Linked DNA regions of Ovis aries: region 2 is linked to region 1. Evidence: chromatin contacts called from public Hi-C data. All regions are on one chromosome and are shown on one strand. The core of a region is the stretch at or near the end of the contact, and the rest is flanking DNA. Distances in the headings are between cores, read along the strand shown.

Region 1 (6,175 bases), core at 283-2,782:
ACAAATCAATGACATATTAATAATCTGTTTTAAAAAGGCAAGCCACAGAGCAAGAGAAGGTTTTTGTACATATATACAGATATAGACCCAAACCACAGGACAAAACTCTGTAAAGCTATTAGAAGAATACAAGAGACCAGTGGGCAAAGGGCTTCTCATCTTATATTTTCCTGTATCCTTCCAGTTTTCCTGAAACTATGATATACTACTTGTATCATTTTAATTAACTTTTAGTCAATGATAATACATGAATATATATCCCTTATAAAAAATTCAACAATCCAGATACAGCAAACATCCCTGTTGCCCTGTAATCCTAGCTCCCTCTCTAATACCTAGAAAAAATGACTGAACTATTCAGGATGATTTTCCCAGATTTTTCCCCCTAATGGAGGGTTATTTTGTGGGCTTTGTTTGTTTTGCTTGTATGGCATAATGTGTGTCTTATCATGGAACTCACTTTCTTTCTACTCATTGTTATGTCTTTCACCATTTTCTATGTTGTATGTGCAAGACACCTTCATGCTTCATTCCAGTTTAAACGCCTTTCCTCTATGGACATATATCATCTCCTTCCTCCCTTCCTCCTCCTTTCTTTCTTTTCTGTTATTAGTCCTCCTATTTAATAAGAATAATCAAAGTCATTTAAATATTTATTCTTGCTTCATAAATTAAAAAGTTCCCCAAAGCTCCTGCCTCATTCTAGTCTCAGAAAGCACTGTCTTATCTTGGGGATTTCTCCAGCTGTCTAAGTAGAAAGCAGAGCTCACAGCCTCCCATGTGGCTCATGGGATCTTAATTCCCACGAGGGGTTGAATCTGTGTCCTCGAAGTGGAAGCGTGAAGGGTCCTAACCACTGGACCACCAGGGAAGTCCCAAGCCCTGATTGTTTGCTCTGTCTCCTCCCCACTCAGATTCCCCTAAGGACGACGATCAGTACCGGAAACCCACGCTTTTGTTCTTTCACTTCTGCTACTGATGTGCTGTGTGACTTCAGGTGAGTTACACCCTCTCTGATCCTCCTTTCCTAACACGCATAGAGGAAGTTGGGCCATATAAACTGTTGGGGTCTCTCTTAGCTCTGAAGGCCTTTGATGTGAGTGTTCTGTTGACCGCAGTGGTATTTGCAACTGACCACGCAGGCAGGGATGCCTGAGACAGGATTTCCTTTCCTCGTAGCCCCGTCCACAGTCTGCCTCTTGGGGGTCTGTACGTGGGAAGCTAACTGCTGCTCCTTGTGCAGAACAACTCATGAGAGACACTGGGAACTGGGCCCTCGGGGACCTGTCCTCCCCCACCTGCACGTCTCCTCATCTTCCTGAGGCCTCGAGTGGTTTCTCCTGTGTGTCTTATCCTTGTGACTTCTGATGGCTATGTTGCCATAGCAACCAGGCCCGCTGAACCATGTTTAAAAACCTGTTACCATGAAGAGGAACACTTAGTCCATTTTGAGGGGAACAGAGAGGCTATTACTCCCCACAAAATAGACTGTGTTTCAGAGACGGTCAGGAGGGAAGGGTCCAAGAGAAGAGCTGATCCAGATCCCCGGCTGCAGACACGAGGCACCGATGTGGACGGGGCCGGCTCGCCGCAGCTCACATGTCCAGAGGACGAACCCTCTCGGGCTCTCGTTCTGAGTCTGTGCTCTCACTGCTTCCTTGCTGCCTCTACCTCCACTTCACCTCCTTCCAAATTCCTCCTCCTTCTGCCCCTCTCCCTGTGCCTCCAAGACGACCCTGCCAAACTGGACAACTGCAAACAGCCTGGCCCTTCACTCACCTTTTGGCTGCTTCTTCTCCAAACAGCGAAAGGGCCTTTAAAACAATAAATCAGAATCCGGCCCCCTCTAACCGCTTACAGCATCCCGAGGCTTCCCGAGGCGCCCCCTTGGTCCAGGACTGAGGCCCCGGCCTCTCCCACCTCAGTCCCAACCTGATCCACTCTGCTTCTTCACACCAGCTCACTCCAGGGTTCTCAGCATTTCTCAGAGACCTCATCATCTCCAAAACCAGCACATGCTTCCCAGCCCCTGCGACTCTCAAGCTATTCTGTTTCCCTGTTTATTCTTTCACAGCACCTACCCTCTGCACTCATGTCTCTGGTTGTTTACCGCTTCTATCATCACCCTCTCCAGAATAAAAATGGTGATTATTTGTCTGTCTTATTCATGGCCACTCCACTTAGGGATGCACCCAGCAATGAGAGGGTTCTCAACACCCTTCTGCTGAATGTGTGTGTGGACAGAGGATGGCAGGAATGGATGCTGAAAGATGTTCCTGCTGTGTCCTGAGAACCATGCCTTTCCTTCCACAGCACTGGCTCTGCCCATTCCCCTGTGCTTAGAGGGCCAGGCCCACCTGTGGACGCCTTATGGGACCAGAGCTGAGTGGAGAGCGCTGGGAGGGTGTGGAGAACGCAGCCTCCATGAGCAAGCCACGAACAAGCTGTGTGTGGTCCCAAGATGCAGAAGCATAGGGACTCGTGTTTTTGCCCATTAGCATAATTCAAAACAGTTATTTAGCTCTTACATGTCTTGGGGCTTCCCTTGTGGCTCAGCTGGTAAAGAATCTGCCTGCAATGCAGGAGACCTGGGTTTGATCCCTGGGTTGGGAAGATCCCCCGGAGAAGGGAAAGGCTACCCAGTCTAGTGTTCTGGCCTGGAGAATTCCATGGACTGTATAGTCCATGGGGTTGCAAAGAGTCAGACATGACTGAGCAACTTTCACTTTCATGTCTTACCTCCTTTCAGCCTCTAAACTGCCTTGCAGGGTGAGAATCCCTGTCTTCCATGACAACAAAGGAAGAAAGCACTATGTGCTCTCCCCTCAGCCCGGAACAGCTGTCCCTGATTCTCCATGAGGCCAGTTCCTGATCAGTTTTCAGGCCCCCTCCTCAGGGAGGTCCTCCCCTGCCCTCAAGACCACACTACAGGTGTACCCTCCAGATGTGGCAATCGTCTCTCACAGCGCTTGTTCTGCCAGTAAACACATCGTTTCCGTGTAGACACTTTTCAGGGCAGGTCTCCTCTCCACCACTCAGAACGTTGCACTGCATCCCCCAGTGCAATGCCTGGCCTGTGGTCGCGAGGAGTTATCTTGTATCTGACAAGTGAATGGAAACCCAGACTCTGACAGACTGCCAGGGCCCTGCTGCTAGCGGAAGAGGGGCAGTGGTGGGGAAGGCCAGGCCCCTCTGACTCCAGGACTTGCTTCTCCCAGTATCTGGGTGTCAGAGAGGTCTGAATGGAATGGAGAGGAGCGCGTGCCCGCCCTGGAAGAGCGCATAGCTGAGCGGCAGGGTTCCCAGGGTTCCCAGGTGGGATGTGCTGGAGGGTCCTCGGGCATCTGTTGCAGTGGGGGGACCCTTCTAGCCTGGAGACACGCCAATTCCTGGGGCTTAGGACTCACCAGAGCTTGCTCGATAAGCAAGCAGAACAGGATGGCATTGCCCACCTCCCTCAGGCTCTGGAACACATCAGTCTTGAGCTCTGCGTATTCGATGATGTCCTTCAGCTGGTGGTGAAAGAACTCTAGGATCCCTGGGAGGTGCAGGGGGAGGGTTAGTGGGAGGGTCATGCTAAGCACTGTATCTGCAATAGCTCATGTAACACTCATAAAAACACCCTGGACCAGGCACTATGACCCCTCTTTTCAGATGAGGCTCAGAGAGGGTAAGTGGCATCTCCACAGTCACACAGCCAGTAAGTAGGGCAGCTGGCAATGAAAGCTAGAGCTATCGGCCCCAGCCCTTTCTTGCTCTGACTCACACTGGCCCAGCACCCGGCATCTTGATATTTAGGAAAGACACCTGGTACTAAACTCATAGTCTCCACCCTTCCCCATCCCCCAGGCTCCAAACTCATTCCAGGTGCCGTCACTATCAGGGAAGGGAAGACTGGCTGACTTCTCTGCCCAGAGATTGAGTGGTGAAAACTCCTATTACCTGACTTACCTTAGAAATGCCATGTTATGCCACGCCTGGGGCATCAGTCTCCTCCAAATAGACACATGAAGGAAGGAATGTGGATGTGCTGAGCTAAGGAAGACCTTTACAACTAAACCTCGCTGCTCACAACCTAACGGTTCTCACATCTGTGGACCTCTTCCAGCCTCCGGGCAGTGCTGTGAAGCAGGCCCAGCGGGCACCACTTACGTTCACTGATGGAAGATGATACTCTTGTCAGACAAATCAGGGGGATTAAAAATGGTCCAGGGCAATTTAGTGGCAGAGAGAGGGTGCAAACCTAGCGTTGTGATAGCCTGCTGCCATGTCAGTGAAGCAAATACTTCAAGGCAGATTGCCAGAGCCCCCTTCCACCGTGGGATGGGTCTGGATTATTTTCCTATCACCACCCCCGCTCCTGGTTCCCCATCACCCACCTGGGGAGCCATACTCATGCCGGGGCAGACGGCATATCTTGGGCATGACCTCGATCAGTGTTTTCACGTACTGGAGGATAGTCCCTTGGAGCTGACAAAGGAAGAGTACAAGATGAGTGAGTAATCCACGGCTGCTGCATATGAGTGTCTCAGGGCTGAATGCTGGGCCAGTGTGGGTGTACAGGGGTTCAGCTGAGACCTGTGGATAAGTGCTATGGATTGAATATCTGTTCTCCCCCCGAATACATATGTTGAAACCCTGATCCCCAGTATGGTTGTATTTGGAGATGGGGCCTTGGGAAGGAATTAGGTCATGAGGGAGGAGCCCTCAGGAAGGGATTCATGCCTTTAAAAGAGAGAGGAGAGGGAGCAAGAGAAAGACACTCTCTGCCACGTGAGGACACAGGGAGAAGACAGCTGTCTGTGAAGGAGGACGCTGCTCACACGCCGGCTCTGTGCTCTGGACTTGCAATCTCCAGAACCATGAGCAATGAACATCTGTCACTGAAGCACCCAGTCTATGCTGTATAAGTCAATGTATGTGTCCCAGCAGGATCTCTCCTAAGGGAGTGGGCCGGCCCCATCGCTCTTTGCAAGGGAACGAGGGCCTTCATAAGACAGAAGAGAGGACGCTCTCGTTATCCCCTTGGGCTCACAGACTTCAAGGAGGGGCAGTTTCCAGGCATGGGGTCCTTCCTGGGGTTGGGGCACTTACATGAGAGCTAAACAAAGATCTAAGATGAAATAGCTATGAAGATTGACACATCATCTAATTTATGTGCAGAAAATGCATGGTTCATTCATCCCTCCCGTGTCTGTCGTAGACACCTTTAATCAATTACCACATTTTCTTCTTTAAATTTAGCTTCACAACCTAGAATAACCCCTCATTATATACAGTTGCTACCAGAGGACTAAAGTTAGCAGCCGAATTCTGCTTGCTATTCCTGACATAGATATGCTTTAAAGTATTTCTCTTTCATCATCTCAAACTTTCAAGAAAATCTTATTTAAATGTTTAAGCCTTGCTGCAGCGGTGTCCTGGTTAAATGAATGCTCACATGACCATACTTGGTGTGGATATAGAATGATGGCAAAGGGATACACAATTCTAGGCCAGTATCAGCGTTCAGCAAGAAATCCCAAGGGGAAGATGCATGGTGACTGATTAGTGATATCTGCCAAGGGTGTGGGTGGAAAACAGGGCAGCACATGTGTCGTGGATTTGTCATGCTCCAATTAGATGCTGCAGCACAGGAGGCGGGTATGAGTGGTCATTGCGTGCGTGCATGCTAAGTCACTTCAGTCCTCTTTGTGACCCCATGGACTGTAGCCCACCAGGCTGCTCTGTCCATGGAATTCTCTAGGCAAGAATACTGGAGTGGGTTGCCATGCCCTCCTCCAGGGGATCTTCCCCACCCAGGGATCGAACCTGCATCTCTTATGTCTCCTGCATTGGCAGGCAGATTCTTTGCCACTAGTGCCAGTAGGCCTTAAAGTCAAAGTCAAGATCACTGAATTCAGTTAGCAAGTTCTAGGAGGAGCTCGGCATCAGAAAAGAAAAGGCAAAAAACCGCAGGTCAGAAAATGCATGAAATGTTACAGGAGGTGAGAGGAATAAGGGAAAGCACTCCCTGGCTGATTCCTACAGACAGAGCTGAAGAGCCTGTTACTGGATTTTTCAGGCCAGGTTAAAAAGTAAAAGCAGGCCTCATTGCTCTCCACTGGGCCCCAGCCAGGGCCCCTTTCTCACCAAGCTTTTGACGATCTTCAGCAGTTCCTCCATGACCACAGCA
Region 2 (5,706 bases), core at 1,541-4,040, 300 kb before region 1:
AGCCAGGCTTCTAAAACTGTATCTATGCCTTATCTTTGAAGAAGTTATTCTTCCAAATCCCCCTCTCCACTGCCATTACCCTTGGGCCACAGCCTTCCAAATCCAGGTCATTTTTAACTCCACTCTTTTATTTTTCCCTTCTTATAGCCAATACTAAGTCCAGAAAAGAGATTCTCAATAACTAAGACCTGACCTTTCTTTTCTGTTTCCACAACCAACAATACAGTCTAGAGCCTCATCATACTATTGGTTCACTTCAAGAGTCTCCAAGCTTCCCTCCTTCACATCAACAACGGCAGCAGCATCACTGTCACCAATATTATCACCAATTACTGAGCCCTCAGTATGGGCCAGGCCCTATGGTAAGTTTAACTTTACACGTTATTTTATTTTTTTTGCCACACAGCATGTGGGATCTTAGTTCCCTGATCAGGGTTTGAACCTGCATCCCTGGCATTGGAAGTGCAGCATCTTAACCACTAGATCACCGGGGAACTCCTTGATTTGTATCTTGATTGTGGTGATGAATTCACAACCTTTTTACTCACCTGAGGGGTTAATTTTGCTATATGTAATATAGCATATATTACACGCTTATTTAGCATATATTACATGCTCAACAGCCTTATTTTTAAATAATTACTGTTATCGTCAAGCATGCCCTTCCTTAACCTCAAGACCTAAAGCTGATTTCTATATGAATTCTTTTTTGGAAAAAACCTAATATTCATCCCTGCTTCTATACTTTTTTTTGCTTCCTGAAGGTCATCAATTTTTTGTGATATCTACTCATCTCTACCATGTACACCCAACTGTTTCCAGTGGTAGGATTAAAATTTTCAGTGCCTACAGCACACTTTGAGACTTTGATTCCAGGCATACATTTAATTGTGGAAAGTTGATAAAGCTGGCTTTCACCCTCTTTCATCCTAATAATATGGCGAAATGCTCCACCAGTAAAGCCAAAACCACTCACCACATAGAAATATTTCTTTTGTCTTGAAAATCTTGGCAGCAAAGCAGTACTTGGCAAAACGGAAATAAATGTTACAATCTGAGACTTGGAGGGCATTTCAAAGATCTGATAGTGGCAAAAACTATGGGCAAAATAAGCTCCCCCAAACTGCTCTTAATTTAGGCACATGCATAATGTCACTGCTGGGCAAGCAAACTGGAGTAAACCCCAGCTTAGGCAGGGATGCTTTGGCACTGTAATCACAAAGGCACCCCTAACAGCACTCAGCTTTTTAGGATGTTGCTCTCTTAACACACTTCTAGGAAAGAAACAAAATATTCCTTTACTTAGCAAAATGCTCCATTCCAAAGGCAGTGATTTAATAATGCCACAATTTAGTTATCAGGATACAGATGCTCTGAATGGCTAAGTAGGTCATTGTGTTCATGGGGCAGATGTCAGAACTGTTTGCCAGATGACAAAGATATGACCCTGGGCTGTTTCTATTCCATTTATACAAGACCTAACTCACCCATTAGCAATCTCTGCTATTTACAGCTTTACTCTAAGGAACTTATTAGGAGGCTGCAAGAAATCCCCTCGTGCCATTTACACCTTCAGAACTCAAAATAACCTGTGCATATGGTAATAGGAGCCTGACAGACAAGAGTCCCTGCACTCAGCCCGGCAGAGAGGCTGTAAAAGTGTCTGCCCTTTAGTGGCCTTCTGTGCCTGCTGCATTCCAGTGAACATATGTATGTCAAGACCCTGCAGCCCTTTCTGCTTACAGCACTGAGAACGAGCTGTCACTTAATGTGCAGAGGTCATGAGATTATGTCCCCTGTGCTATCTGAACAATTTCCTCATACTGCGTTCCTCACCCACAAATCTCACTGACCAAACCACTCTCCCTCCCCTAATACTGGCTGTGCCCTCCCTGCTCTCACCATGCGTGGCCCCAAGACTTCATCACCTCTGCAGACCCTCCCCATGATGTCCAGGCTCACCACCTCTCCAGAATCCCGCGGCCACCACCCCCTCCCCCCCCCCGCAATCACTCCTGCACATCGATTTCAGCAGGTTCCTCGTCACCTCTGTGATCACTTCTGTGGCCCCCAAGACCTTTACGCATGTTATCCAAGCAGACCCTACCCATGGCTACTTATCCCCTCTACAGCCTTGCCGCTCTTCCCTCACTGCCCAGACAGACCCTGAATTCCTCAAGCTGACCCTCCCCTCGGTGGCCGGTTATCTCTTCAGCCTTCACCAAGACCCTCCCCCTGATACACACACAGGTCCGCGCCAAGCGGCTGTCACCAGGGACACGCCCGCAGGGCCGCCGCCTTCCGGACCGCCGGCCGGCCCCCGCCCGCCCGCGGGACTCACAGGGCATTCTCGTGAGCACGTTGCGCGGCGCCTTCCTGCTCCGACCCGGACCCCGCCGCCGCGCCTCGGCGGCCTCGTCCCCTTCCTCTTTGGTCACCATGAGGCGGCGGAGGCGCTGGATGCGCTCGGGGTCCGGGGCGGGGGCGTCCGGGCGGCGGCGGGTCCTGCCCGAGGGCGCGGAGGCCGCAGCGGGGCCCCCCGAGCCAGCGGCCGCGCCCCGCGCCCGTCCGCGCCCGCCGCTCCGTAACCCGGTCCTGAGGAAGCTCTCGTATTCGGCCACGTTGTTGAAGCAGGGCGCGTTGGGGTAGGGAATGGGAGGCAGGTGGGGCGCATACAGGGCCAGCAGCGGGTCGAAGCTGTCAGAGCTGACATCCAGCCGCGGGCTGGGCGGGCGCGCGGGGCTCCCGGCGCGAGCCGACCTCGCCCCCCGCTCCCGCTCCTCCATGTTTGAAAGGCCCGCAAGCCGAGGCCGATGGGAAGAAGGAGCGGGGCCGCCAGAGGGCGTCACCGCGCAGCCGCGGCGCAGGGTCTCATCTCACTGCGCCCGGGCGGCCGCCAGGGGGCAGCGTCTGCCTGCGCTCTGCGCCGCCCGCGGTGTGGTGTGCGGCAGCTACTCGCCCGCGGCTCGGAGCGCATCAGCGTTTGGGGAAAGAGGTTCATTTGCGTTAACGCAGCGTTTTCCCATCAATATTATTATCACTTTCGGTGTTTGCTGATAGTCCAGATTCCCTGGGGATGGAGCCCGGGCCCGTCAGCTTGACAAGCTCCCCAGGTGTTTCTCGGTTCTCTGGAACTGTGGTCTACTAGTAGCTTGAGCTGGCGGGAAGCAACGGCAAGAGGGCAAAGTGAAAGTGAAAGTCGCTGCGTCGCGTCCGACTCTTTGCGACCCCATAAACTGGAGTGGGTTGCCTTTCCCTTCTCCAGGGGATCTTCCCAACCCAGGGATCGACCCCAGGTCTCCTGCATTCTGGGCAGATTCTTTATCAGCTGAGCTACAAGGGAAACCCAAGAAAACTGGGGTGGGTAGCCTATCCCTTCTCCAGCGGATCTCCCCAACCCAGGAATCCAACGGGGGTATCCTGCATTGTAGGCGGATTCTTTACCAACTGGCAGAAAGTGAAGAGGAGCTAAAAAAAAGCCTCTTGATGAAAGTGAAAGAGGAGAGGGAAAAAGTTGGTTTAAAGCTCAACATTCAGAAAACGAAGATCATGGCATCAGGTCCCATCACTTCATGGAAAATAGATGGGGAAACAGTGGAAACAGTGTCAGACTTTATTTTGGGGGGCTCCAAAATCACTGCAGATGGTGATTGCAACCATGAAATTAAAAGACGCTTACTCCTTGGAAGGAAAGTTATGACCAACCTAGACAGCATATTCAAAAGCAGAGACATTACTTTGCCGACTAAGGTCCGTCTAGTCCAGGCTATGGTTTTTCCTGTGGTCATGTATGGATGTGAGAGTTGGACTATGAAGAAGGCTGAGCTCCGAAGAATTGATGCTTTTGGACTGTGATGTTGGAGAAGACTCTTGAGAGTCCCTTGGACTGCAAGGAGATCAACCCTGGGTGTTCTTTGGAAGGAATGATGCTAAAGCTGAAGCTCCAGTACTTTGGCCACCTCATGCGAAGAGTTGACACATTGGAAAAGACCTTGATGCTGGGAGGGATTGGGGGCAGGAGAAGGGGACGACAGAGGATGAGATGGCTGGATGGCGTCACTGACTCGATGGATGTGTCTGAGTGAACTCTGGGAGATGGTGATGGACAGGGAGGCCTGGTGTGCTGCGATTCATGGGGTCACAAAGAGTCAGACACGACTGAGTGACTGAACTATCAGGGAAGCCCAGGAAGAGGGCAAGGAATGTCCCAATTTGTGCTTATGCTGAGCATCACTGGAGTTCAGACGCCTGGGCTCCAGCTATTTAGCTTCTCTGAGCTTTCCATTCTCTTTTGAGATACTAGCAGTTCAGTTCAGTCGCTCAGTCCTGTCTGACTCTTTGCTAGAAACTGTTTCAAGGAACTGTCTGAAGAACCAAAGATATGCATATGGGGCGTAATAAATGCTCTACGAATGTTAACATTAAGTGTACAATGAAAGTGAAGAATTATGAGTGGACCCTAGTACTGCATTTCTTATACCTAGGCAAAAAGAAATTTACACACACACCAGACAGATGCTAGTATTAAAGAAAATTCACCATCATTGATCTTCTAAGTATTGCTAAGCACCTGGAGGAAAGGAGGATCCCACAACTGGGATGGCATATTTATAAAACCTGGCTGTACTTTAGAGCCTCTGTTTAGCAGACACTTTTTTGTTTCTCGATGTTAAAATAATAGTGTAGTCCACATCAAAGGCCCAGATACTACCCCCTCAACCAGTAGAACCAAGATGTTTCTAGTCACCTAGACATCACACGAACCACTCCTGTCACCACTCTCCCAAACTGCAAACCACTGGCATTAATTCTATACTAGTGGCTTCTGTGTCTATTTTGAAGTTTCCTTAAGCTTTGGAAAGGAAGCCCAAGAAAATACTAGTCTCTTAAGAGAGGATGAAAATTAATATACAACTGTGAAGTATACTTTAGAATAAAGACATACTGCAAAATAAAGATGACAAAGCAGCCAACAGTACTTGGGGCAGGGGAGGGGGGAGGCCATGTGGCATGCAAGATCAAACACATGCCCTCTGCACTGGGAACCCAGAGTCTTAACCACTGGACAGCCAGGGAAATCCCATCCAACACTGCTTCTGACAGCATTACTTAACTCAATAGGTATGATTATAGCATAAATATTAAACCCAGGATATTCGTTTGCTCAAAACCACCCTCCCCAAGACAAACCTCACTCCTGCAAACTGCTGGCAATTCAACCAGCAAGCACATGTCCTCCTATAACAAAATCAAGTGATACCTTTGTTGTATCACAGAACACCCACAGGAAACACAAAACTTTCTTGGGTGGCTGTCTTAAAAATTTGTACAAACACCTACTTATCTATACTTGTTTTGATATAGAATGCTCTAATTTGTTTACCATTATGTTTGCCAATCAAGAGCTACATTCTTACTGCCTTACTTGGCCTATCAATGTATCTAGATGTACAAGTCTAGGTTTTGGTATAGACTAGTTACCCAAAGTGTGGTTATTGACCACACCCATCAAAAGTCTTTGAATCCCAAACTCTTCATGAGGAGAGAGCTTGGAACTGGCATTTTAAAAGAGCATTTCAAGTAAATTTTTGTATCCAGTAGTCTGTGAACCACCACTGTGATGAAGGGATGTGAGCCTGGCTTATGTAAGGATGTTCACACATGAAAGTTGGACTCATATACTGCATTTGTATGAAAAAAAAGAAA

Evidence for each region. Hi-C and Micro-C count contacts between places; a contact is called where the count stands out from the background.
Region 2: a Hi-C map of hypothalamus shows a contact between it and region 1, with 4 times the contacts expected there. The contact joins the promoter of LSM11 here to the enhancer-like site in region 1. A contact is called at or near these places in 7 of 16 Hi-C or Micro-C datasets (blood, hypothalamus, omental adipose tissue and 2 more).

What each region holds. Positions count from the first base shown.
Region 1 is chr5:66,617,623-66,623,797 of ARS-UI_Ramb_v3.0, reverse strand. CYFIP2 (cytoplasmic FMR1 interacting protein 2) reads right to left here. Exons shown (of 31, transcript XM_042250680.2): 24 at 6,133-6,175; 25 at 4,380-4,470; 26 at 3,408-3,538. LOC132659896 (a long non-coding RNA gene) reads left to right here. Exons shown (of 2, transcript XR_009600908.1): 2 at 915-6,175. Among named protein-coding and RNA genes, the nearest start is that of FNDC9, 15 kb to the right of the region's middle. Within about 2 kb of position 1,532, at least 1 of the 54 cell types and tissues checked has an H3K27ac peak or open chromatin away from gene starts, as enhancers often do. A contact at or near this core is called in hypothalamus, where this site is marked.
Region 2 is chr5:66,924,027-66,929,732 of ARS-UI_Ramb_v3.0, reverse strand. It overlaps LSM11 (LSM11, U7 small nuclear RNA associated), which reads right to left and starts at 2,790. Exons shown (of 4, transcript XM_015096165.3): 1 at 2,342-2,790. The coding sequence starts at 2,786.